7 separate regions of the Mus musculus genome follow, and all the other regions are linked to region 1. The links are chromatin contacts, called in public HiChIP or PLAC-seq and promoter capture Hi-C maps. All regions are on one chromosome and are shown on one strand. Each heading gives the region's core, a stretch centred on a gene start, on an enhancer-like site or on the middle of the called end of the contact. The rest is flanking DNA. Distances are from core to core; before and after follow the strand shown. Region 1 holds the start of Zfp770 (zinc finger protein 770). Region 2 has its middle 110 kb from the start of 2810405F15Rik. Region 3 holds the start of 2810405F15Rik (RIKEN cDNA 2810405F15 gene). Region 4 overlaps Meis2 (Meis homeobox 2). Region 5 overlaps Meis2 (Meis homeobox 2). Region 6 overlaps Meis2 (Meis homeobox 2). Region 7 overlaps Meis2 (Meis homeobox 2).

Evidence for each region. Promoter capture Hi-C pulls out the DNA fragments that hold promoters and counts their contacts. HiChIP or PLAC-seq counts read pairs in DNA pulled down with a chosen protein or histone mark.
Region 2: a contact with region 1 is called in a promoter capture Hi-C map of hippocampal neurons, with 4 times the contacts expected there. The contact joins the enhancer-like site here to the promoter of Zfp770 in region 1. A contact is called at or near these places in 8 of 39 promoter capture datasets (the 3T3-L1 cell line, cranial neural crest, hippocampal neurons and 4 more) and 1 of 115 datasets of contacts at active chromatin or transcription factors (embryonic forebrain).
Region 3: a contact with region 1 is called in an H3K27ac HiChIP or PLAC-seq map of embryonic stem cells, with 20 times the contacts expected there. The contact joins the promoter of 2810405F15Rik here to the promoter of Zfp770 in region 1. A contact is called at or near these places in 9 of 39 promoter capture datasets (the 3T3-L1 cell line, cranial neural crest, embryonic stem cells and 4 more), 2 of 484 Hi-C or Micro-C datasets (neural progenitor cells and neural stem cells), 9 of 115 datasets of contacts at active chromatin or transcription factors (acute myeloid leukemia, astrocytes, embryonic midbrain and 5 more) and 3 of 9 other capture datasets (adipose tissue, embryonic stem cells and macrophages).
Region 4: a promoter capture Hi-C map of pre-B cells shows a contact between it and region 1, with 6 times the contacts expected there. The contact joins the enhancer-like site here to the promoter of Zfp770 in region 1. A contact is called at or near these places in 5 of 39 promoter capture datasets (cranial neural crest, embryonic stem cells, hippocampal neurons and 2 more) and 1 of 115 datasets of contacts at active chromatin or transcription factors (astrocytes).
Region 5: a contact with region 1 is called in a promoter capture Hi-C map of embryonic stem cells. The contact joins the enhancer-like site here to the promoter of Zfp770 in region 1. A contact is called at or near these places in 9 of 39 promoter capture datasets (the 3T3-L1 cell line, 3T3-L1-derived adipocytes, cranial neural crest and 3 more) and 2 of 115 datasets of contacts at active chromatin or transcription factors (both in embryonic stem cells).
Region 6: a contact with region 1 is called in a promoter capture Hi-C map of liver, with 5 times the contacts expected there. The contact joins the enhancer-like site here to the promoter of Zfp770 in region 1. A contact is called at or near these places in 7 of 39 promoter capture datasets (the 3T3-L1 cell line, cranial neural crest, embryonic stem cells and 2 more) and 2 of 115 datasets of contacts at active chromatin or transcription factors (astrocytes and stem cell-derived neural progenitor cells).
Region 7: a contact with region 1 is called in a promoter capture Hi-C map of liver, with 5 times the contacts expected there. The contact joins the enhancer-like site here to the promoter of Zfp770 in region 1. A contact is called at or near these places in 13 of 39 promoter capture datasets (the 3T3-L1 cell line, 3T3-L1-derived adipocytes, the HPC-7 cell line and 7 more), 2 of 115 datasets of contacts at active chromatin or transcription factors (embryonic stem cells and stem cell-derived neural progenitor cells) and 1 of 9 other capture datasets (adipose tissue).

The regions. Positions count from the first base shown.
Region 1 is chr2:114,199,886-114,203,107 of GRCm38.p6, forward strand. It overlaps Zfp770 (zinc finger protein 770), which reads right to left and starts at 1,547. Exons shown (of 2, transcript NM_175466.4): 1 at 1,452-1,547.
Region 2 is chr2:116,180,359-116,183,580 of GRCm38.p6, forward strand. No RefSeq gene overlaps it. Among named protein-coding and RNA genes, the nearest start is that of 2810405F15Rik, 110 kb to the left of the region's middle. Within about 2 kb of position 1,728, at least 11 of the 459 cell types and tissues checked have an H3K27ac peak or open chromatin away from gene starts, as enhancers often do. A contact at or near this core is called in hippocampal neurons, where this site is marked.
Region 3 is chr2:116,074,622-116,077,843 of GRCm38.p6, forward strand. It overlaps 2810405F15Rik (RIKEN cDNA 2810405F15 gene), which reads right to left and starts at 1,475. Exons shown (of 1, transcript NR_033447.1): 1 at 1-1,475. All of the region lies in intron 2 of G630016G05Rik (RIKEN cDNA G630016G05 gene), which reads left to right.
Region 4 is chr2:116,046,044-116,049,265 of GRCm38.p6, forward strand. Meis2 (Meis homeobox 2) reads right to left here. Exons shown (of 12, transcript NM_001159568.1): 7 at 3,041-3,155. Among named protein-coding and RNA genes, the nearest start is that of Meis2, 17 kb to the right of the region's middle. Within about 2 kb of position 1,573, at least 19 of the 459 cell types and tissues checked have an H3K27ac peak or open chromatin away from gene starts, as enhancers often do.
Region 5 is chr2:116,018,530-116,021,751 of GRCm38.p6, forward strand. All of the region lies in intron 7 of Meis2 (Meis homeobox 2), which reads right to left. Among named protein-coding and RNA genes, the nearest start is that of Meis2, 45 kb to the right of the region's middle. Within about 2 kb of position 1,617, at least 83 of the 459 cell types and tissues checked have an H3K27ac peak or open chromatin away from gene starts, as enhancers often do. A contact at or near this core is called in embryonic stem cells and liver, where this site is marked.
Region 6 is chr2:115,983,201-115,986,422 of GRCm38.p6, forward strand. The region is part of intron 8 of Meis2 (Meis homeobox 2); the gene reads right to left. Among named protein-coding and RNA genes, the nearest start is that of Meis2, 80 kb to the right of the region's middle. Within about 2 kb of position 1,456, at least 17 of the 459 cell types and tissues checked have an H3K27ac peak or open chromatin away from gene starts, as enhancers often do. A contact at or near this core is called in liver, where this site is marked.
Region 7 is chr2:115,894,359-115,897,580 of GRCm38.p6, forward strand. The region is part of intron 9 of Meis2 (Meis homeobox 2); the gene reads right to left. Among named protein-coding and RNA genes, the nearest start is that of Gm31590, 89 kb to the left of the region's middle. Within about 2 kb of position 1,598, at least 17 of the 459 cell types and tissues checked have an H3K27ac peak or open chromatin away from gene starts, as enhancers often do. A contact at or near this core is called in stem cell-derived neural progenitor cells, where this site is marked.

The sequences.
Region 1 (3,222 bases), core at 297-2,796:
TAATCAAACCTTCCTTCACTTGCTGCAACAGTGTTCTCTTAAACAGAAAGACACCAAGTGAGTGTTAATGGATATAGTGCACAAGAGGAAAATGTCTAACAAAGGGCTTTCCCTTTTTCCTATGGGCTGTGCCAGGAGAGGGCTGGTGAAGGGCTAAAGGGAGGAAAAAAACCTCTGTACTGCACTGACTCCATACTAAGTATGGAATGGGAAGGCAGCTTCTCCCCAGGAAGTTGGTGGGCAAAACCTTGTAACTGCCTAAGGTCAAACTATAGGGTTTGAGTGTGGGGAACTCAAGAACTTCTCCAATCTTTTTGTATACTTCTCCTTCCACTTACTGATTCTACAGACTACCACCCTCTCTCAAAAAAACAAAAAGTCTCGCACTAAAACAACACAAGGCAACTATATGATTATAAACAACAGGCACTGGCTACCTCTAGCTCCTGTACTCAAAAGGGTCTGCGGTCAAGTAGCTATCACTAGTATTAGGATTGGATACGCACTTACTGCGAACCCTACCTTGTCAGAATCATTTGTGGCAAGTGGTGATCTCACTTCCTATTTATAAGTAAAAGGTCAGGGATTTCCACACTCCAAGCACAATCCCCCCTGTGGACTTAGAGGTTTAAATCCCATTCACCTGATCTTTTTTCCCCCATTGGCTTTTTAAACTTTTTAAAAAATACACAAAAGCTAATTTTCACGTTAAAGTGAAACATGACAAACCAATGGATGTGCCTCAATGACTATCCAGACATTATAACATGATAGGAGCTCACACAACGTTAAGCCAAGTAACTATAAAAACTGACATCGATAAAATCCAATGTTGTTTCAAGGTTGAAAGTAGCACTGTCTTTGCAAATACCTCTTTAAAAGAAAATCACAAAATACAAAATAAATTACAAGAAAGAAATAAAACACCGTAGAGAAACTTAAGAGTTCCAACTGGAGAATTATCTATGGTAACATTTACAACAGTCTTCGCCTCTTTCTTTCTTTTTTTTTTTTTTTTCTTTTTCTCTCCATGGCCCACTCTCTTGGCCTTGAACCATCCATGCATCACCTTTCCCTAGACGGAAGCTATGTGTTTGGCCTCATCTGCTGTGCAAGTAAGGAGTCTGCAGGGGTCAAGCCGAGTTCAGGGACTGTGATATCCCATGCCTAGAAAAGAAGGGCAAGGGTGAAAGCTCCACTGACTGCAGCCAGAAGATGGGGTGCAGGGGAAGAGCTGAGTGAAAGATGGGAAATAAGTGATTCGACCCCAGGAGATGGGGCGCGGGGCTCAGCTCTTTTGAGTTTACCGCTCTGACGAAGCACATGCAAGGAGCCGAGGTCGTGGCACCCTGTTCGGATCCCCAGGAACCTCGGCGGGACTTGGGCAGGCCTGACCCTCCCCGGGATTCGTTCCATCTCGCACGCAGGCTTCTGGGGTCCTCCACACTCACCCGGAGCTGGCAAACGCCGGGCAGGGACGCATCTCAGAGCCTGGGTTTCGCCAAGACGGCAGGCAAGCTCACGTCCGCAGGGTCAGCGCGGCGACTGGCTGAGTGCGCAAGCGCGGCGTTCAGGCGCGCTCTGAATGTGGTCCGTCCGGAAACATCCTCTCACGATCTTTGGGCCCTTGCTTGCTTTTTATCCACCCAGTGCTGCAATTTCCAAGGAGAGAAAAAGGAAGACTCTAAATGGATGCATGCACTTTCTGCCCTACTGTTACCGACCCTTCATTGTGGAAGTCCCAGAAAGGACTGTAAAACGCCAGCTCTTATTGGAATCCATGATTAGAGTTCAAAGCCCATTCATAATTTTTTGTAAGCTCAGGGCTGTTGGTAAAACTCTCAGTATTAGGTACATTCTAGATCACGACTGTTCTCAGCATTTCATATTTCTGTAAATACGACCAAGAGGTGAAGGCATACAGAATCAGCTTCTCTCAGGGGCCCTATCCATTGTCCTGCCAGGGGCTGGTCTTGCTGATTTCACTAGTTCTATGTATTTTGGACATTTACAATATAGAAAACTCTTTGCCCAGCATTTTGGGTCTTCTTTGATGATTTATGTAAGATGTCTTTGGACAACATGCATGTAAAATACTCGACATTATACCAAATACAAAAGCTTTGTGAAATGATAGAACCCTTATTAGGGTCCAGGAATAGCCACACAAACGACTCAGACACCAATCTCAGTAAGGAATGGATGATTTATTGAATGCACACTCCAAATACAAATCTGTGATGGGAGCAAGCATCAGAACCAGTTTTTCTATGGAATAGGTGCATTTGCAGCATTTACAACATTTGCAACATATAGGCTATCTAGACAAAGCAGAGCTGACTGACCTTTAAGCTGATAGACTAGGTCTAGAGGCCAACAACTGAACAGGGGAAATTCTGTTCTTGATAAAGGAAATCAAGGCATTAATGATGCAGGACTCAAAGTTTATCATTAGAAAATATAAGCATCGGGGGCTGGGGGGGGGTGCTCAACCAAGGCTGTGATGAGTGAAGTTAACCCAGGGGACCAATTCAAAAGGGATTCATACCAGCTCTGTTTTCTTTCTTTCTCTGTTGTTCCCTATCAAGGATGTTACTTCTAATTTTTACCAGAGTGTCCCTGATTACCCCAGAGTGATTAACTTATAAACAACCTTGCTCTCCAAGGGCCATACATAAGCCCCCTTCTTTTAAGAACAATAAATTTAGAGCCCTTTGACTCTGTAGGACTACTTCAGCTAAGGAGTCTTCTTGAATTTGTAGGAAGAAGGTGGCTGAGTGAAGCTGGGCTAAGTCTTTATCAACTTGTACTCTCAGGTATTTTTACAATGCTGGCATCCCGGGACTAGAGCTGTCCTATCATGTGCAGGAGAGCCTGCTATCCCCAGTCTTACTAGTGTGGGTATCAGAATAGGGGCACTACCTAGTTGTTGCAGGAGACCTTTGTGACTGCATCCTGCAGTATCTTCATAATAGGAAATCTGGGGTAGAATATGTAGCATTATGCACAATTCAGGTTTTTGCTCAATGGCAAAATGGCTAACAGAGAGAAAGGAGTAAGTCCTGGAGTACAGGCAACCCAAAACCCTCTGGGTGAAGCCAGGAGATTGTTCTCTTTTAGCCTGATGCTATTAAAGACCTTTATCAAATGCACACACATCAGGATCATGACATACTTGAGATTAAGATCAAGTAGGTAGGGATATCTTTTTGACCTAAAATA
Region 2 (3,222 bases), core at 478-2,977, 2.0 Mb after region 1:
TCCTGCAGTAAAGCTGTTGAGAAGAATCCGACCTTGCCGGTCGAGGTGGGCGGGACACCCTAGAATAGTTAAAAGCTATATGTTAGCATGCTTCTTTTGCTTTGTTTTTTTTTAATGGCATAAATTATGTTTTTAAGAGTTACCCATCATTGCTATAGAAATGATCAAAATTTAACACCTTAAATCAATTTGAATATGTTATCTTATGATGATAGAGGTCAGAAGTCTGGAACAGCCAACGGGACAGACTAGACACAGATGAACCCATGAACTTGCAGTTAACTAATTTCAACAGAGTTGCATAAAACACAGATTGCAGATAGGACATCTTCAAAACTGGTGCTGGGAAAACTGGAATTCCGCATGTAGAAGATTGAAAGGAGACTCTTATCTCTCTCCCTTTGCAAAAACCAACTCAAAATGAACTGAAGACCTTAATGTGGAAACCCACTATAGAAAACATGAAGATATTGGCATAGACAATAACTTCCTGACCAGGACTTCAGTATTTGAGGAAATAATGGTAAGGCTTGACAGAAAGGACCACACTTAATGGAGAGCCCTACCCAGAAGGAGCACACTGAACTGAGAGCCCTGCACAATTCAGGGAATACGCAACAGGGCGGATGAGATTGCTTTAGGAGCAATCAGCAGATATGCAAATTGATACAAATTGATGTAAATTGATACCACTAGTATGGAAAACACTAGAAGCTGTCTCAAAAACCGAATGATGCAACAATCAGATAATGAGCTTCAGGTGATCCTCCAGTGCTGTTGGAAGCTTTAATTTGTTGGCACGGAGGTTTGCTTTATGGATAGTGAAACAGGTAAACATGGAGGCATCTGACATTGGATTGGCACCTGTTCTGTTGACTCTCCTGAGACATCCCAGAACTCTACCCAGATCTGATATTCTTCCAAGGTGGATATTTGTCTAGCACCTCATGCTGTGACTTCTTTCTATGGCACTTGTCCCTAGAAGAAATATCCCAAAATAAAATTTCTCATCGTCATCCAAGTGACTTGGTAATGGTAAATAAAGTGATATCAGAATTTCACCAAACCAATCTTCTCTTTGTGGGCAGTGTTGCCCATAATGAGTACCTACCCACCACAATTAGTCATTTCACTACCCTATATTTTAGAACTATTCATAAGTGATTTATAAATAGCTGGCATAAAAAAGTACTTTTGGCTTAATAACGCCCTCTATTTTAGATGACACTAAATATCCTGCTATTGTAAAGAAAATAAATAACAAACTTCATATAAAATGCTAATCCTACCATTATTACTGGTTCATCCTCTGTATAGGGTTGAAACAACGAGACACGTAAGTAAAAGCCGGAGTAGTAATTACACTTTATGTTGTCCATAATTAAAACTTCCATAAAAAAAGAACATTTTCTTCTCTTAGCTCACTGCATCCCATAAGGTTTTGCTATGTCCATTTTTACATTTTGAATAATAAAAAGAAAAGCTACATGAAAATATTGTGCCCCATCAATTTCCAAGCACAATGAAGAATGACATGGCGCTTTTACTTGCCTTCTTTTCTGAACAAAGTCCAGGCCCAGAAGCACAGTACTTCCAGCCAGTCATTTGTCGTGATGGGCAGGCTGCAGAACATAGATATAGCAATCTGCCTGGCTGATTTCTGCTACCCATTGGGAATCGTGGACGCCGTCCCAGCAGGCTGGAAGCTTTGCACCCACGCACTGCATAATGCTATGATTACAGCAGGTAGGTGGCTCGGGTGGTGGAGAACTTCAGAATGTGGGAGTCCAGCATAATGGGACACGTTATTTACTGGAGTTTCTGGGACACCCACTGTAATTGTACGCTTGGTATAACGTCTGATTGTTGTGTCGTTCATACCCTCTGGAAGCTAACCCCCCATGTAAGTGATAACCCGCTGGAGCCTTTGTTCCGACTGCAATTGAAACAGGCAAAATGAATAGCAACTGATTAATTGAAGCAGGTTACATTTTTGGAAAACAAATCAAAGTGATTTGCATGAATCACAGTTTGTTACATAATACATTTTGAGGGCACAAATTACCTTTTTAGAGCCTAAGACACATATATACACAGTGGAACAAAAAGAAATATAATAAACTAGGCCATAACCACATAGTTCACATTGAATACTGGATGCCAAAGCTGATGTGAAACAAATGATTTTCCAATAAACTACTCAGGCAGGGCCATATCTGTTCTAAAACTTCAATTGGATATTATTTATAATGCCAATAATTCTTCTTGATTGTTAACCATGAGATGATGGAACAATTTGTTTTACATATTAGTCTGGGGTTGTGTATTCCCAAGTTAAGAAGCAATCTGTACTCATGTCCCAGAAGGTATAGCAAAGAAATACGAAGTCTGAGAGAAACACTTTGAGGGTGGGAAACTTTTGGAGCTGAAAGGGTAAAAATACTTCTTTCAGATTATTTGTTCTTTTCTAGTTTTGAATAAAAAGGGAACCAGTAAAATGTGTTATCAACCTAAAAATGTTTTCAGTTTTAGTATCTATAATAGATTTTATTGTTGATTTAATTTTTAAATTTTATGTGTGTGGATTTTGGGGTTGCATGCGTGTCTGTGTACCATGTGTGTGCTGGCAGAGGTCAGAAGAAGACCCTGGATTCCCTGGAGCTGAGTTACAGATGGCTGTGAATTGGCATGAGATTGCTGAGAATCAGACCAGGTTCTCAGGAAGACCAGCCAGACGCTTAACCACTGAGCCATCTCCTCAAGTTTGTTTGTTTGATTGCTTTTTATAAGACAAGATCTCATTATATAGCCCTGGTTATCCCAGTATCCCAAGGTTGGCCTTAAACTTGTGTTGCTCCTCCTACTTGTTCTTCTAGCACTCTTGGATTATATATTTACACTATCATGCCCTGCTCAACAATATATCATAGCAATGGTTTTCATTATATTTTTATAAAACCTTTTTTTTTGGATGCTGTGAATTGACTGCAGGGTCTTGGGAATTCTAAGTTACCCTAAGGTATCTTAGGTCATCCTACTCTGTGTCTGAAGTCCTCATTGTTTGCTTGTATTTATTATCTGTGTAATTCCTATTATATAAATATCAGGTCGCACAATATTACATAAGGAATTGAGTTATAGATTGCCTTGATGAACACATGCACACTTATCTATTCTTTTTAGTTTCATTTTTGGTGTATAGTGACAGATGCAACACTGTAA
Region 3 (3,222 bases), core at 225-2,724, 1.9 Mb after region 1:
AGTGCAAGGCAGAAAAAAGTTTGCTGCTTGCGTCTGTAGGTCGTGCACGCGTGTCTCATGTTTGTGCATGACCCCCCCCCCCCAAGCTCAAAAGCAAGGGCGTGGAGGGATCATCCCCCAGAGAGCTGTGTTTACTCATTTTTTTTTAAATCCCTCGGCTATGTATGGCAAGTGTTACTTGAAGATAGTCATCGGCCTTCTCTAGATACTTCCAGGTTTTGCCGTAATGATCTGCAGAAGAGAGCTGCCATCACTTTCTCACATCCCAAGGTGTTGGCGGAACTCGGAGCGAGGGGAGAGTGCCTGTAATGCTTAATTGCCAAGGGGAGGGCGGGGTGCCACTCGGGACCCCGGGCGGGGCTTGGGGAGGTAAGGTGCAACCAAGGAGGTCTTTCTGGACGCTGGACTCTTCAGTTGGAGAATATTTGGACAAGGTATGATTGCCTCCCACCTCCCACCTCCCACCTCTTTTCCCCAATGCCTTTGGGGGAGAAGTGATACCCTTGTGTAACAATTAGCTCAGACAATAAAAATAATTGGAAAATCAGTTGGAATTTCTGAGTTTTTAATTACGTTTAATTTTGCACTAAGCCGTAAAATTACGAATGCCCCTCAATTAAACACTCTCCTCTTAAAAGCGTTTAACAACAATTATTCCTTAATCAGTCTGAATGTGAGTCACAAATGGTGCTTTTCCACATCAAAAGGACGTCCTTCCACGTTACCTTTTAGTCATAAGAGGATTAATTCCTATAATTAGAGGGATAAATATGTGCATAAATATCTCTCTCACTCTCTCCTTTACAACAACAACAACAACAACATCAACAACAACAAAACACTTTCACTGTGTAGGAGACATGGTGGGCTAGGGAAGGGGAGGTGTTGCTGATGCTGAGAGGTCGACTTTGGCCAGAGATCCTTTTGCACGCTGTGGCGGTGGGAATACTGGGCCGCGGGAGCGCATCTCACACTCAAAAACGCGCTCGGGTCCAGCGGCAGGTCCAAAGCTGGGGCCGCCAGGACCCGCTCGGAGTCCAGCCGAAGTCTTCCAGATGGCAATCCACATCCCACTTTCGCCTCTGGCCGGCGCAGCAGGACTTCATTCTGATCGGTGCCCGGGTCCCTAGGAATGGAAGTCCCTACCTTAAGCCGGAGCTCCAGCTTGACTTTTCAGGCTGCAAATAAAAATTGAGCATGACCTTTTAAAACTCCAGTGTGAATATCTCATTTACCTAATGACTTTATGTCACCTACGGAGAAGGTCAATTTCCTCTTAACCTTTCCCCTGCTGCTGCAGTAAGCATTCTTCCCTAATCAATGGTGGCTCGAATGATCAATTCCCATTTTATGATCGCTGACAAAGTCAGGCTAGAGGCGGGGTGAGACCGCGTTGTTGGCTTGGCCGGGACAGGGGCTTCGGGTACGCCCAGCTCCGCCCGGCGCCTCCGGAGGCTGCTCTCTCTCCAGCGAGTTCAGAGACCTTGGCAAACTTCCCTCCCCCACACGCAGCCGAGACTTCTGAGTTGTCACTAATCCGAACCTGAAATTCACCAGAGCCCCTTCAGTTACCAACAACGATCCCCACTGCTGCCGGGCCTCCCCCTCCTCCCTCTTCCGAGCGCTTTCATTTCCAAGTCTGCAGGCAGGATTGCCCGACTCTAAGGAGAAAGCGCGTTACTTTTATTTTTCGGAATTAAAATAATCTCCTTCTTTACTGTGATTCTCTCAGCTCCTCCGGGTTAATTTCGTGTAAACAAAGCAAGAACAAGAGCCTAAGGGCGGAGGACCCCCCAAACACACACACACACACACACACACACACACACACACACACACACACACACACCACCTTACTGTATCACATTACATAGGGTTACCCTAAATGTATTAGACACTACATTTTTTTGCTTCTATTTAAGTTATCCACGCCTTCCTCAAGTTTGAGGAAACAAGGAAGTAAATTACTAAATGAAGGCTAATTTGGGGTAAGTTTCCAGCTCTTCATCTTTGTGAGTTCAAATCTCTTCTAGGCTCTACTGCAGCAGGTGACTTTCACACACACAGGGCCTGTTTGGACTAGAGATTTATTCCTTCCTTCTTTTCTTTCTTCCCTTCTTCCTTCCTTCCTTCCTTCCTTCCTTCCTTCCTTCCTTCCTTTCTTTTCTTTCTTTCTCATTCATTCATTCATTCATTCATTCATTCATTTTTTTAATGTATTCCCTTTACATCCTAGACCACAGCTCCTCACCCTTCTCTCCTCTCAGTCCCACCCTCACAAACCTCTTCCCTTATTCCCCCCCTACTCTTCTCCTCCAAGAAAGGGAAATCCCCCATGGGTACCAACTGACTCTGGCACAGCAAGTCACAGCAGGACTAAGCACATCCTCTCTCATTGAGGCTGGCCCAATAATGTAGTTCAGCTAGGGAAAAGGGATATAAAGGCAGGCAACAGAATCAGAAACAACCCCCCCCCCCACACACACACACTCCAATTGTTAGAGTCCCCAGGTGAAGACATAACTGCATGCCTTCTACAAAAGCATAGAGGTCCTAGGTCCAACCCCTACATGCTCTTTGGTTGGTGGCTCAGTTTCTGTGAGCCCCCATTGGCCCAGTTTAGGTGACTCTGTAGGTTTTCTTGTGGTGTCTGTGAGCTCTCTGCCTCCTCAAGGCCTAGGATTGAAGTAGAGATTTCTTAGCACCAGTTCTCCACAGATACCTAAAATTCACTTCATTCTGCCCTAAGCTGATTTTCACTGACTCTAAACCCTGCAGAAGCTATTGACTGTTTTCAAACAGTTTGCAAAGTCTTGCATATCTAGGATTCAACTTCAGGAAATTCACTATTGGGGGGTGGGGGGAGATGTTCTGTGGGCAGGGTTTGGGGCAATTTCCTCTGAGGAGCCAATTCCTCAGTTCTCTACTGACCAACTAGTTACAGCAGAAACTTCAGCTCCTTCAAGTTCTATTTGGCTTAATCTATCTATGGAGACACTCTTTGAAGAGGAGTATAAATTACCCTGCTAACTCAGAGTATCTCATTGCCTGTGAGCAGATATTCTGCCAAAATTTGAGAGTATTTGAGACAATCAAATGAAAGTGTAACTTTTCCACTGTTTATCTCCAATCTGATCTAAGAACAAACAGGAGATAGAATAAGAGTTCAAGGTGGGTCATTCATCATCCTAGCCCTGTTTCTCATGGCCACTTGTGGCTCAG
Region 4 (3,222 bases), core at 323-2,822, 1.8 Mb after region 1:
GAAAAACCAGATTTCCTTCCCCATGGAATGTGACTAACAAGACAAACGCCCTCCCTTTGGCTGCTTTTCGAAAACAGAAAACCTAGTGAATGAAAAGTTGGGCTCAGATTTATACAGTTGACTGGTGTATGGTTGGAAAGATAAAGCCAGACTCTACATTTCTCCAAGTTCATCTTTTTTTTTTTTTTTTACAATATTAAAGAATTGTGCTTTCTTTTCTCCATTCAGTTTATCATACAAACTCCTAAGAGAAAAGGTGACCTTTCACCCATGTAACTGGAGCTCTTTCAGTATCAGGTCATAAAACGAGATGTTTTTAGGTTCCAAAGTAAAGATTTGTGAGAATCATCATTGTAAAAATATTCACAAAAATTTTAAAGCAACATAAATGCATGTATTGTTTTATAGCATATGGCTATTAAAGTTTAATTTAAAATGTGTATGAAAACATTGTATTTAGTACAATTCATCCCTATTTCTTCTGTTTATCATAATTTGTTTTGAAATGGAATCATTTTACAGTTTTCCATATGCCTGTTGTGCTAATAAATTCTGAAGAAGTAACTAAAGTCTCCTGTGCACTGCAAACTTAGGTTTCAACGAAACATTATGATATATTTAATATGAAGAACATAAATTTCCCTCCCAGGTTTTCCATTCTACATCAGCTCTAAGATCTAACCTGTGATAAGCATATGTGATTTCAGTCAATATCTCTGTTGACTTTGCCCCGAAGCAGATAATTAATCTTTCCCCACTGAAAGCTACTCTGAGCATTTTGGTGGAACAAAGTATAAAAGTAACTTTAACATGTTTAAAAGATTATAGGAGCAAAACATAAGTAAGTAAGTCGGGCTTCTAAATTTTAGGGTCTACTGTCAAAAACAACACAACACAACACAACACCCTCATACATGCATTTTAACTACTGACCCAGTGAGTCAGATAGAAAAATTCTCCTTGCACCAACTTTCGCCATCTTATCAAAGCGATAACTTTTCCGCGCTTTCTCTCAAACTTTAACACAGTTGAGGAGGCTGTTGGAGAGACAGACTTCCCAGTCTTCACACACATAAACCACCGTGTCCATTCTTTAATCCCACAGAGATATGATTAAAGGAACAAAAAGCTTGGGGGATCAAATCCTTCAGCAAGGGATAAGTGGGTGCAGCTACCCACAGCATGGAGGGATCAGTGGGGGTTTTTTCCCTCCCCAGAGGATCACTCTTACATGTCTTTCTCTTTCTTGACTAAAAACCCTTAATAAAACAGAACTGACTAAATAAAATGATAAAACTCCATGCTTTGTTTGCTCTGGTGGCTGTTTCCTGCTGCCTAAGCCTACATCGGTTCCTCTTCTGCCTCCTCTCCTCTCTGACCCTTCCTGTTATCCCTTTCGCCATAACTCAACTAACCCAACAGAACCAGTCAGTTTTAAATTTCAGTTGGGACCTTCGTGACCTGTTAATGAATCTACAGAGAAGAGAAAAACTCACAGTGTTGAGTTATGCCTGGTGTTGCTAGCTGACTTGGAGTCAGAAATGCTTGAAGCGTTAACGTAATTGCAAGAATGTGAAAAATGAAGCTCGGGGCTCCTGAGCCAAGTGAAAGGTCAGAGGGAGCCTCACACCGGAGAAGTTTCTGGAAGATAGCCCCACTAGGCCATTCAGTCTGCTCCTGCTTCTCCTTCTCCCGGTACCCATCCCTGCAATGTTGAGGGTGTTTTGTTTTTATAATAGATATTTCGCCCTTTGTGTTACCCTAACTTGGGGAAATTGGGGAGGACTGAATGATTGAAAGCTTTCTACATTTGACCCAGGGTCAATTGGAACCTCAGTTAAACCCCTGGACTGCAGCTCCACGATGGACTCTATGTACAAGATTCCTTCAAAATGTCCTTTAGAATGGAGCTCATTTTACAAACAGTCCAACGGATGTACCCAAACCAACATACACATAGCTCACAAGTTTTTCTGTAGCTTGGTATTTGATAGTACATCATCCACGAGTTGCAACTTGTTTAAAAGACAGATTCTAAATAGACTTCACTTACAAGTAAAAGCTACCCTAGAAAGGCCAGTTTTCTAGACTCGCTTAGAAATTCAGGAGTCCAAAATCCCTGGTCAGAAACATGGAGGCTGATAGATACTCACAGGACATCAACAACTCTCTTTTAGATGGTCTACATAACTACAGCTCAAGCTGTTAAACAGTATCTGACTTGGAAGCCTGTCTAATGCTTAAATATTGTGGCCATAAACAGAATCATAATAGAGATAAAATGGACCTAAGAGAACAGACACCATCTAATGTAAAATATTAAAAAGTAAAATCTATACACATTCCTGGACCACACTCAATCATGCATCTTCTTTTAAATGATCATTTTATCCATAGAAGGGCCAACATGTAATTGCTCTCTGTTGTAAATGGCAAAAGTCATTACAAATTGCAGAAGACTTCCTGAACACCTGCAGCTATTCTCCTTGCCTTCTGAAATTCTATTTTTTTGTTTTGTTTTGGTTTTTTTGAATTGGGATAAAAGTCACTATTTTAGCTGTCTAGAAGCAGGGACAAACAACATCTGAAGAATTTTGAAATGCATCTTCTCAAAATAAAAATCTGTATAAATCTCAGATTTTTATATTTTTACATTCTTTTGATTCATGGTTGCTTTAATTATAAAGAACTCATAGTAAATATTTGAAGCAAATATCTTGTTTGCAATATAACTCAAACTTCTGGTTAGGTAGTTAGGCCTGTCTTTTCGATATACACCGAAGTAGTGTAGATAACCACATTTGTAAGAGGATTGGCAGAACTAATCAATTATTATTGTAACGTGGGCTTAAAGATTAAATAGCTCATTTTAACTCTTTAAATAACAAGAGGAAACCTGTCTTCCTATCAAAAGTTTAGTAATACTCCCTACACCTTCCTTAGCCCCTCTTCTGTCTACACAGACTGATACCATGAAATAAATGCTGAAGTTATTATCATCATGTCTACTTTTGTACAAGGAAAATTCTTAACCGCTTACCTTGCTCACTGCTGTTGTCTCCACTCTGGGAAGCATGGCCCCCACTGGAGGGTCCTGGGGTGCCTGCGGAGTGCGTTGAGGTTGCGTCATCGTGGTCTCGCCAGGATGAAGGGTTCTGATGTCAGGATGCCAAGGAATTTTCCCACAGTTACCATTTGAGCCAGAAATGAGGAGCCATGAAG
Region 5 (3,222 bases), core at 367-2,866, 1.8 Mb after region 1:
AGTTCCAGTGTTTTGCTCAGGTGCTGCAGAAATCTTCAAAATAATATTATCTCCCATCATGACTTGCTAGCTTTTTCTATACCCCAACCAGCACATTGGGACTTCCAAAGCACATACCATCATTGCCATAAAATATCTGCCCCATCAATGAATATCTTTATTAGCATCAAAATCACTCCCAAGTAGTGTTCCTCAATGTTATTAAACATAACTTGTTCTAGGTGTTGCCTTACTAATTAGTCAGGATGAGCCCGAGGAAGAAAATCTGGGTCATGTTAAATTAATTGGAATGAGCATGAAAATTAGCAGAGCAAACTGCACCAATTTTCTATAGAGAGTCTTTCTTCATGTTGAGAATAAAAATGGATATTACGAGGCATTAACCAAACTGCCTTCTGTGGCTGCCAAGAGGTGTGTTACAGTAGCCCAAAATATCATGCTCGCAGATTTTCAGAAGTTAATGAGACATTTCCAGGAACGGCAAATACATGGTGTTAAAATGGGTGTGCCTCGGATGGGGAGCCGCCAAGCCGTTTCATGTTTATTCAGGCATAACAAGCTCTTCAAAATGAGCATAATTTAAGAGGTGAATAGTGCAGAGAGGGCTAACATTCAACTAATTTTCCTTCAGAAAGAAAAGATTAAATTGGACAAAAAAAAAATGAATTAAGAGGTTTAGAAATCAACAAGTCAGCCACCAGGATGGCAGGCTGGGCTCAGCCAGACTGGGCAGCCCCTGCAAGGAAGAAGTTTTTCGAAACATGTTCCCCAAGGCAGGGAACAAAGAGAGCAGGACTGATTACAGGCCCTCTCCCCGCCTTGCCGTCTCAACTCTGTTTGCCTCCTTAATGAGCTCACTAAAAACCTAATTCACCCCCCATAACCTTCCTCAGCCCTCCTTGCAATCCACCATTATGGAAATCATAGATGCAACAACATTTCCAGGCTAGGGTGCACCCTGTGTGTCCCGACCCCAAGGCACAATGGGGTTGGAGGTCCGGTCCCAAGCAGTTCCGAAGGCAGCTTCCAGAATAGAGAGGCCCAGCTAGGTTAAGGCTCTTTCTCAGGGTGACAATGATTTCCACCTTCACACCCTCCCGCCCCTGAATGTGGGAACTTCCTGGGTTCCACAGTACATAAAATACAAGCTGTAGTGCAGGAGAGGAGAAATGAGTTGTACTAATGACAAATCGCTGAAACAGGATAATGTGAATTCCCAGCCTGTTCAGGAGCAAAGTCCCCGGGTTCCTCATTACATAGACTGAAATCCTCGCGGCACCTAGCCTGTAACTGGAAGATTACTGAATTGATGGATCCTTAGTTTAAAATGCAGCTGTTTTATTCTGCTTTAGTAATTAATTCTTTTTCCAATACCCTATTGATTAAGCGTAGACCCTGATAAAGTTCAAACTGAGAAGGATCTCTCGTGGCATTCTTAGTTGCTCAGGAGAGTCAATGAAAACTTCCTACCATCCCACCTGCCTCCTCAGAGTGCTGATCCAATGAACAGAACAGTTTTTTTCTCATAAATTAGTCAGGCCATGTGGAGCCGTATTAGCTGATGGTTGCTTTTGTCTCTCCAGTTGCTGACTCGCTTTTCAGCCCTGCCGGCCTTTGTGCTGTCACAGACAAAGTCGGAGAGCAGCTGCCGTTCTGAACCCAAACCGAGGTAAAGAACGGTCTCTACAAACTACATTTCCCCCATTTTATACAGATGCAATCCCCTGAGCTGCACGGGGCTCCATGGGGCCTCCTGGGACCCAACTAGCGGAGAAATGAGTACTAGAGCAATGCAGACACATTGTGGAACAGGAAAAAAAATAATAAAGTAACCTATTTTCTTCAAGGCTTTGCCGGTCTGGTTTTTTTTTCCTTTCCCTTACCTCCTCCTCCCTTACCCCCACCTTCCAACACCTCACAGAATCCAGACTGCCCTCTGCACAGTGATGATAAGCTTCCTACTTGGTTCTCATAGAGGGTATCAAGCAATGACACAAGACAGGGTAGGGTAAAAGAGTGACCAAGGGGCCAAGCAAAGCATGTGTCCTGTGCTAGTGAGGTGGCATCGGAGTTCCAGAATGCCTATTAAGCACACAGGCGTGGAGTGTAACCATATATAAATGGCCATTATAAACACAATGGTATTTAGTAATAGGAGGAGTCACCAAGGGTGCTCCCTCTCAAAGGGTCACATGTTCCAGGATCAATGCTGGTGACTAAAACAAGCAGAGAAACAGGGGGTTTCTCAGGTTTCAGCCCTGCACAATGGAGTTTTGTTTCCGCCAAGACCATCGCTACTGGGAATGCTTTTAGAGCAATGGACTCATTTTCTTGCCCCACCCCCACCTCCACAGACCCACCTAAGGCCACCAAATCCTTTGCGCAAGCTTAATGCCCTGCAGGAAAACAGCTCAAAGACACAGGTCTCATCCACGAGCTGGTGGGGAAGCAGAAGCGAGCTTCCTCTCTCATAACAGACATTTGCAAGACAGCCCGTTTGTTTCCTGTAAGTTCTGTATCAGACAGTGGGGGTAAGGGAAAGAGCTGGAATAATTTTAGGAAATTCCCTTACATTTCTAGCATCTGATTCTGAATTCAAAGCGAACGCCAAGCTTTCCGTGAGCTCTGAGCAGCTGGACTGTTTTCCACGTTCCCTCCCGGGCCAGGGTTCAGTGCACTTTCCCACCTTCACAGCATTCCTTCCTAGGTCAAAAGGTCACATCGCACAGAGTCCCCAGCAGACAGTGGGTTGTCAAAAGGTTGCATCATGTGATCTGGGCAGTCTCTCCTAACAAAGCTCTTTCCTCACTGGGAAACAAACTTTGCACGTCTAAGTAATTTCTGTGTGTGAGCCCTGCTTTCCCTTCCCGTCCCCCATGGCCTCTTCAGTTTCAAACAGACGCAGGCAGCAGCAAGCCTCGAATTCAAAGCTGAGTTTCCACAGATTGTTTGACTCAGGATCTCTCTACTTTTCCTGGGTTATATGGTAAAGCATGATAGCCTGCCAGTAGAGGCAACTGGCTTCTTGCATTCCAAAAGAAAACCAGAGGAGTCCCCCTGCCAGGGAAATTCTGTCTGTCAGAAGACTCACCCTTTCTAAAGTAAGCCTATATGTTTTGAATAAATAGGAAATTACCAACAGAATAGTTCTGAAGACACTGTAGAAATCATCAGTAAGGACCTAAGGTTTTTGTTTACTGTGTTAAACTGTACAGAGATGAC
Region 6 (3,222 bases), core at 206-2,705, 1.8 Mb after region 1:
AGTTGAAACTTGCCTTCAATGAATGGGGCAATGTGGTCTTTTCAAAGCTCACATATATGGCTCCTGTATTTTCACCATATTTGAAGTAAAAATATCCATATACTCAAAATATCTTTCATGAATCTTTTCATGGAACAGAAAACAATTACTGCATCTCCCCTGCGTCTAAATGATCCAAGAGATTGTCTTTGATGTCTTCACAGCACAGGGCTTTGAATATGTGCTGTAGAAGAGGAAGAAGAGTGACTGTCTCACAAATAACTGGTGTCATCTTCTTAATATTTCAGATCCCACATGTGAGGCAATTTCAAGCTCATAAAAAAATCTAATCTAAATTTTTTTCAACAAATCTCATGGAAAACATAATCAAGAACAATATTCCTATTTCATTCCCACAAACAAGATATGAGAATAAAAATTACCCCTGTGTCCAAAACTTTAAAGATGGCAATTAATTACTCCACACTAACTTAGATTTTATCGAGGTGCTCAAGGCCAAAGCAGAAGCTTACTCATTCATTCATTTACCAGCAAATGATCTAGAGTGTTCCTTTCCAACGTGTCAGTACAACAGGAAGTTACATTAAGAAGATGAGCTACATGGTACAGCCTGATGCCACCACCTCAAGAGTGAAGGGGATAAGCTTGATGCATAACTTTAAACCAGCCTTTTTTCTTTTCTTAAAAAAAAAACGGCCAGGGAAGAAGAAGGCACCCTGGGGTGCTGTGCCCCCCCCCGCCCCCCCATGGCTCAGCAGGCTTTGGGTAATGGTTGTTGCAAATGCCACCAGCAGGCTAGGCCAGGCTATGAGGATCTCTCCCACACTACATTAACTCCTGCTTGCAGTCAACAGGATTGTGCATAGACCACCCACAGCTGTAATTTATGTCATGGGGCGAGGACCAAAGGGGAGGCACAAAAGACTAAGTACTGGGTACCAATGCTGTACAAGTACAAAGACCTTTTTACACACACCATTTTATCTGGTCTCTCGCCCACCTATTTCACAGATGAAGACTGTACAGTGTCCAATATTTTTTCCCAAAGAAGCGGTGCTACCAAGTGGTTCCTGGGAATCAAACCAATGTCTATCAGTCTTACATGAGCTACTAAGACATAAACCAAGTTCAGTTCCATACAGGATGGTGGCATAAAGACTCAGGGTCACAGGCCAGCTTGTTACCACTTTGCTTATTACTGTCCTCCATCCTCAGAGAACTTGGCCAGGCTATCCTAATGGAATGCATCGCATATCTTTAGGATACAGTCAACTGTCTTAAATGAGTATTTGAGAGATCTATTTTGTTACTGAAGCAGCAGACCCCTGACTCCATTAACTTGCACAGCATCCAGGAACAGAAATTATCGACTCTATCACTGAATTGGACAAACTTACAGCTTGAAAGAGAAACTGAAATTGCTAGTTAGTGCCAGAGGGCAAAGTACCACGGAGGGCTAGAAAGCATGGTAAGAGTCAGATAGCTACCCATTGCCGAGAACCAGGACCAACTACGAGTCCCAGTCTTAGATACTGCCAGCTTCCTTCCAACTGCTCCCAGTGTGGCTTTCAGACACAATCCAAACAGAAGTGACAAAATCCAAAACCACAGGAGCAAACACTGGCTTTCAAGTGCTGTGGCAACAGGGACATTTGTTTAAGTAACCACTGTTTTAAAATTGCATACATAGTAACACCAAAATAAACAGCTTGCGATGCTGTTTATTTTGAGATACACAATAGTAATGTAAAGTGTGACATGCTCTCTAGATGGGAAGGCTAGAGCATAATTTACAGTTGTGGAGAGCCATAGGAAGACTCGACTCCATGCCAGGACTGTCTACTTCCTGATTCGATAACAGCGAAGGTCGCAACATGTTGCTTTATTGTGGCACTGAGCAGTCAAGCCACGACAGAGCCCCGCTCTGGCTGCTCACAGAGAATTATGAATCGGGTCCTGTGGAGAGCAGGGTTTGCCTGTCGCCTCTACAGAGTGCGTATTAACCACAGGTCCCAGGGAAGGGTCAAGAGCATATGACAGAGCAGAGCTTCTGCCAACCTCCATTCCCTCAGTCTTTGCCCTCAAAGGGGAGGGGTATGGAGGTGGGAGGAGTAGGGGGATGGGAGGGAGGGAGGGAGGGAGGGAGGGAGAGCGAGCGCTGAAAATACACAAAATGGTGGTAAAACAGGTAAAGCTGAGGAAGAGCAAGCAAGGCTTCCAGGTGATCCAAATAAGATGGGACCTGAGCACCCAGGTAACCACCTCACCACTCCTTTCTCCGCTGTGCCCCCTCAGTCCAGATGCTTTGGGGGCTTGAGGGGACAGTTTGGTCTCTCTCCCTCTCTTTCCTTCCTCTCTGTCCCCCTCCCAACTCTTCTCACTGTGTTCACTTGTTTCTGCTTCATGCTAGCACAGGCCCGTGGCTCTAACCACAGCATGACTGGATTCCTTGATTGCATTTTACTTTGTCACATCCAAAGTTAACCTGCTCCTTTGGCCTCACCCTCACTTGCAAGGTCATGGAAAACAAGGCAAAACAAAACAAAAGCAAGAGAGCTTTGATCTTTTCCACATGTGCTGTTCCATATCCTTGGCTTGAAACTAATGTCTGTCCTGAAATATGGCTTCTATGACCATTCTTAGCTATGATATGAACTGCAACCTGCCCACTCGCTCAGACATCATGCCCAGAAGCCCTGATCGCCAAAAAGATATTAGAGTTGGTCCTTAATTCAGGATTCTTCCACTTCTGATGTTTGACTTTGTGGCAGTATGAGAATGGAGCTCAGCTCAACAAAAATGTGGTCTGAATTTCTAACTCTTCACTGGAGCATGCGTATGATATAATCTCACTGCCACAATGAGCTAACCTCACAGTCCCTGTACCTTGAGGATAAGCAACTAACACTCTGTAGTGTGATTCTAAGCCTTGATGTTCGCAGGACAAATAGATTAGATACATTTTTTGACTTAGAATATTTTCAACTTATGATGGTCTTACAGAAATAAATAAAAATAAAAAATGATAAATATGAAAAAAAACCAAAATCAAACATTAGAGGGGCATCTATAATATAATTATGATTGAATGAGGATCCACTTATGATATAACTATAATTAAATGAGGCTCCAAGATGATGGGGCTCTAATCCAAGAGGACTGATCACTTTAGAGAGAGCTGCCTCCACCCTCGTCCCCTGTATATGGCACAGAGGATAGGCT
Region 7 (3,222 bases), core at 348-2,847, 1.7 Mb after region 1:
GTAGATCACAGCGGGGCCTAGAGACCACTGGAAGAGTGATTCCCTAGCATACAGGAAGCCCCGGCTTTAACCTCCTGCATACATCTGGTTTAGAAGCACAAGCCTGGAACCCCAGCATCTGAGAGGTCAAGAGGTAGATCAGAGGTTCAGGGTTAGAGTGTTTGAGGCTAGCCTGGATACATAAAACCCTGCCTCAAAAAAAAAAAAAAAAAAAAAAGGAAAGGGAAGGGAAGGGAAGGGAAGGAAAGGAAAGGAAAGGAAAGGAAAGGAAAGGAAAGGAAAGGAAAGAAAAGAAAAGAAAAGAAAAGAAAAGAAAAGAAAAAAGTCCTGCTGAGCTGGAGGTCTTTAAAACAAAAACATGCCTATAAGCTGTAATTATTGTTATGCAATGGCCATATTCTTAAGAAATATGTCACAACTATGTTTTTTGACTCAGAAAGAAAACGTGCTATCCACACAATATAAGATGTGGACTCACTCACCTGCCAGGGTGACAAGAGGTTTCTGCAACTGTCCCCATTGTATTGTAAACCAAGGAGGAAGCAGTGATGGTCCAGCACTGTGCCAACAGCCTGCTGTTTCCAAGTTCTGAATTACTTTTTCTCCCTAATAGCATCATCCTAACCTAATGGTTTTCTTTTTTTATCTTCTCACTATATATGTTCATTCTGCTAGGAAAACATGACTTAATCAATGTGTGGGTTTGATTCGAGGCTACAGAATGCAGGCTTCTAAATAACTACTTTATGGCCACCATATATCCTCAAAGGAAAGGCAGCTCTGTCCCCACCTCCCATAATCCAAGCTGTGGTATGCTCTCCAATCATGTACTCTGAGCCCAGTGGACATATCTTCAAATGCATTAACCCAGTAGTGGTCATACACACACTCATAGATCAGCACTAGAGAAGAAATTCTTTTGCATGTCCCAGAAGCATGTGACTACAGATCATGTGCTCCAGAGAGAAAGAAGAAAGCACAAACAAACCTGGGAGCCAGTGTCTTCCACCACATTAGCTCAGGTTTCCCCAGCCCCAGAGAAATCCCATCCCAAATCCACTCCCACACAGGCTGGCTGGCTACTTTTCCTTTTTTTTTTTTTTCCTCTTTCACTTGGACAAAGCACAAAAACAGCCATTTGAAATAGCCGACTGCACCGTGCAACTCCCCTCTGCACAGGTTTGGCTGGAGCATGTGTGGGAACAGGAGATGCAGAGAATTCAGTGCAGCACAAGGAAGGAGAGAAAAAAAACAACCTTTCTCTCCTCTTCAATTACTCAGAACTAGGGAAAGGAACATCTCTTCAAAGGAACACATGCTACACAAGACTTGCCCTTTAAATCCTTTCGAGGGTTCTGTGACCTGTGACAGTATCTGCAGTATCAGCAGGAGAAAGCCCTTTCCAGAACAAATGCCCATGTTTTATGTGTACTGTATTTGCTAATCATTACTTCATAAGCAAGAGTGGATATACAGTGGGGCTATAAATAATGGCGGGAATGTAAAAGTGAATTGATCTGTCTGGCTATCTAGTAATACTCCTGGCACAAGACCAGTCTTGAATGGCTGCCAACTACCACAGAGCCAGCCAGTGATTTGTCTGGGGGTCCTGCCCTGTCAGGCAGAAAACAGTCTTAAAGCTGAACTGCCATCACTGTTCTTAAAGCTGAACTGCCATCACTGTCCTCATGCTGGGAACCATGGCCCTGAGAACCATGGCGCGTTTCAACTCCTAAAATCACTTAAGAAATCAACAGTAGAGAAAGCGAAGGTCTTGCTGTCTAGCAGGACTGAACCAAGCCTAAAGATTAAGAAAACACTTTAATAGTACTCATCAAACCAAGTGATAAGGGAAGCTGGGTGAACTGGAGCATTGCCGTAGAGCTTAGGACACTCGTGTAGTCAGCCTTGCTAATGCATGATCCCCCAACGGTCCACACTTGAACTTGTCCAGTCATGGGCCCAGGCCATGAAGCTACTGGGCCCATCCTGTGGAAGAAGGATATATATGGTCCTGGATACTTCAGCATCAAAGCCCAGACACAACCTCAACTAGATGAGGGTCTCCATCGAAGAATGGTATGCCTCAACAGCATGTCTGACAACCCGAATTTGTTTTGTTTTGTTTTGTTTTGTTTTAATTCTGGGAATTGAACCCAGGACCTTCTACATGTGAGTCAAGTGTTCTACCACTGACCTGCATCCCCCTACCCTCTGCTTACATTTTATTTTGATCTAGAGCCTCACTAAGTTGCCCAGACTCGTCTGTAGCCCGGTCTGGCCTGGAACTTATGGTCCTCTTGCCTTGGTTTCTCTTGTGTATCTAGGATTTGAGGCCTGTGTTATAACACCAAGTTCAGACCCTATTCTTAAAATCTCCTCTGCAGATGGAGATATAATTCTGGGTTGGTCACCCTGTTGGATTTCCTCCCAGACTCCTTCACCCCTGTTCCTCCCTGGAGTATGTGAGTGTGTTCCTAGGACTGGGTGACAATAACTACTTTCTCCTCTTTGTAGACACAGAAAAGTATAGGCAATAATGCTCACCTCAGGATGCCTTGCAGGGATGTAACAACATGCTGCCTCCCAAATCCTTTGTAAGGGCAGCCAGGGCTCAATAAATAAATAAATAAATAAATAAATAAATAAATAAATAACAGGAGAAAAGGAAAGGAATAGAAAAATATAAAGGAATGTGTGTGTGTGAGAGAGAGAGAGAGAGAGAGAGAGAGAGAGAGAGAGAGAGAGAGAGGAGAAGAGAAGGCTCTATCAAATGATAAGCTCAATTCCTGCCATGCCAGAGGCACTTGATTCATGGGCCTCTAGCCCATCAGGGCTCTGCCTGAGTGTTTATTACACACGTGCAACGTCCTTAGGAAGACATAAAGTAACAGAGGAGGCTGACTGGAGAGAGGGGTGCATCCTGTGAATCAGAAGTTGCTAATTATTTAAGGATTGGCAAGTGGAATTTCCCCCCAATGATGCAGGTTTATAGCTCAGAGACCAGAAAGGAAGGATGAGGCAGCTACTTTGGTTAGATTTTTTTTTCCAAAAAAATTTTTTTTATTGAATTTCATAAATATCAACCAAATTCAAACAAAACTGATTTAGATTTCACCTCATCACTTAAAATATATTTTGCCGAGTGCAGTCTGTGCAGTAATCCGCTGCTATACTTTAATTTGGTTTTAATTTTATAGGCCCTGTTTTAACTGCATATTT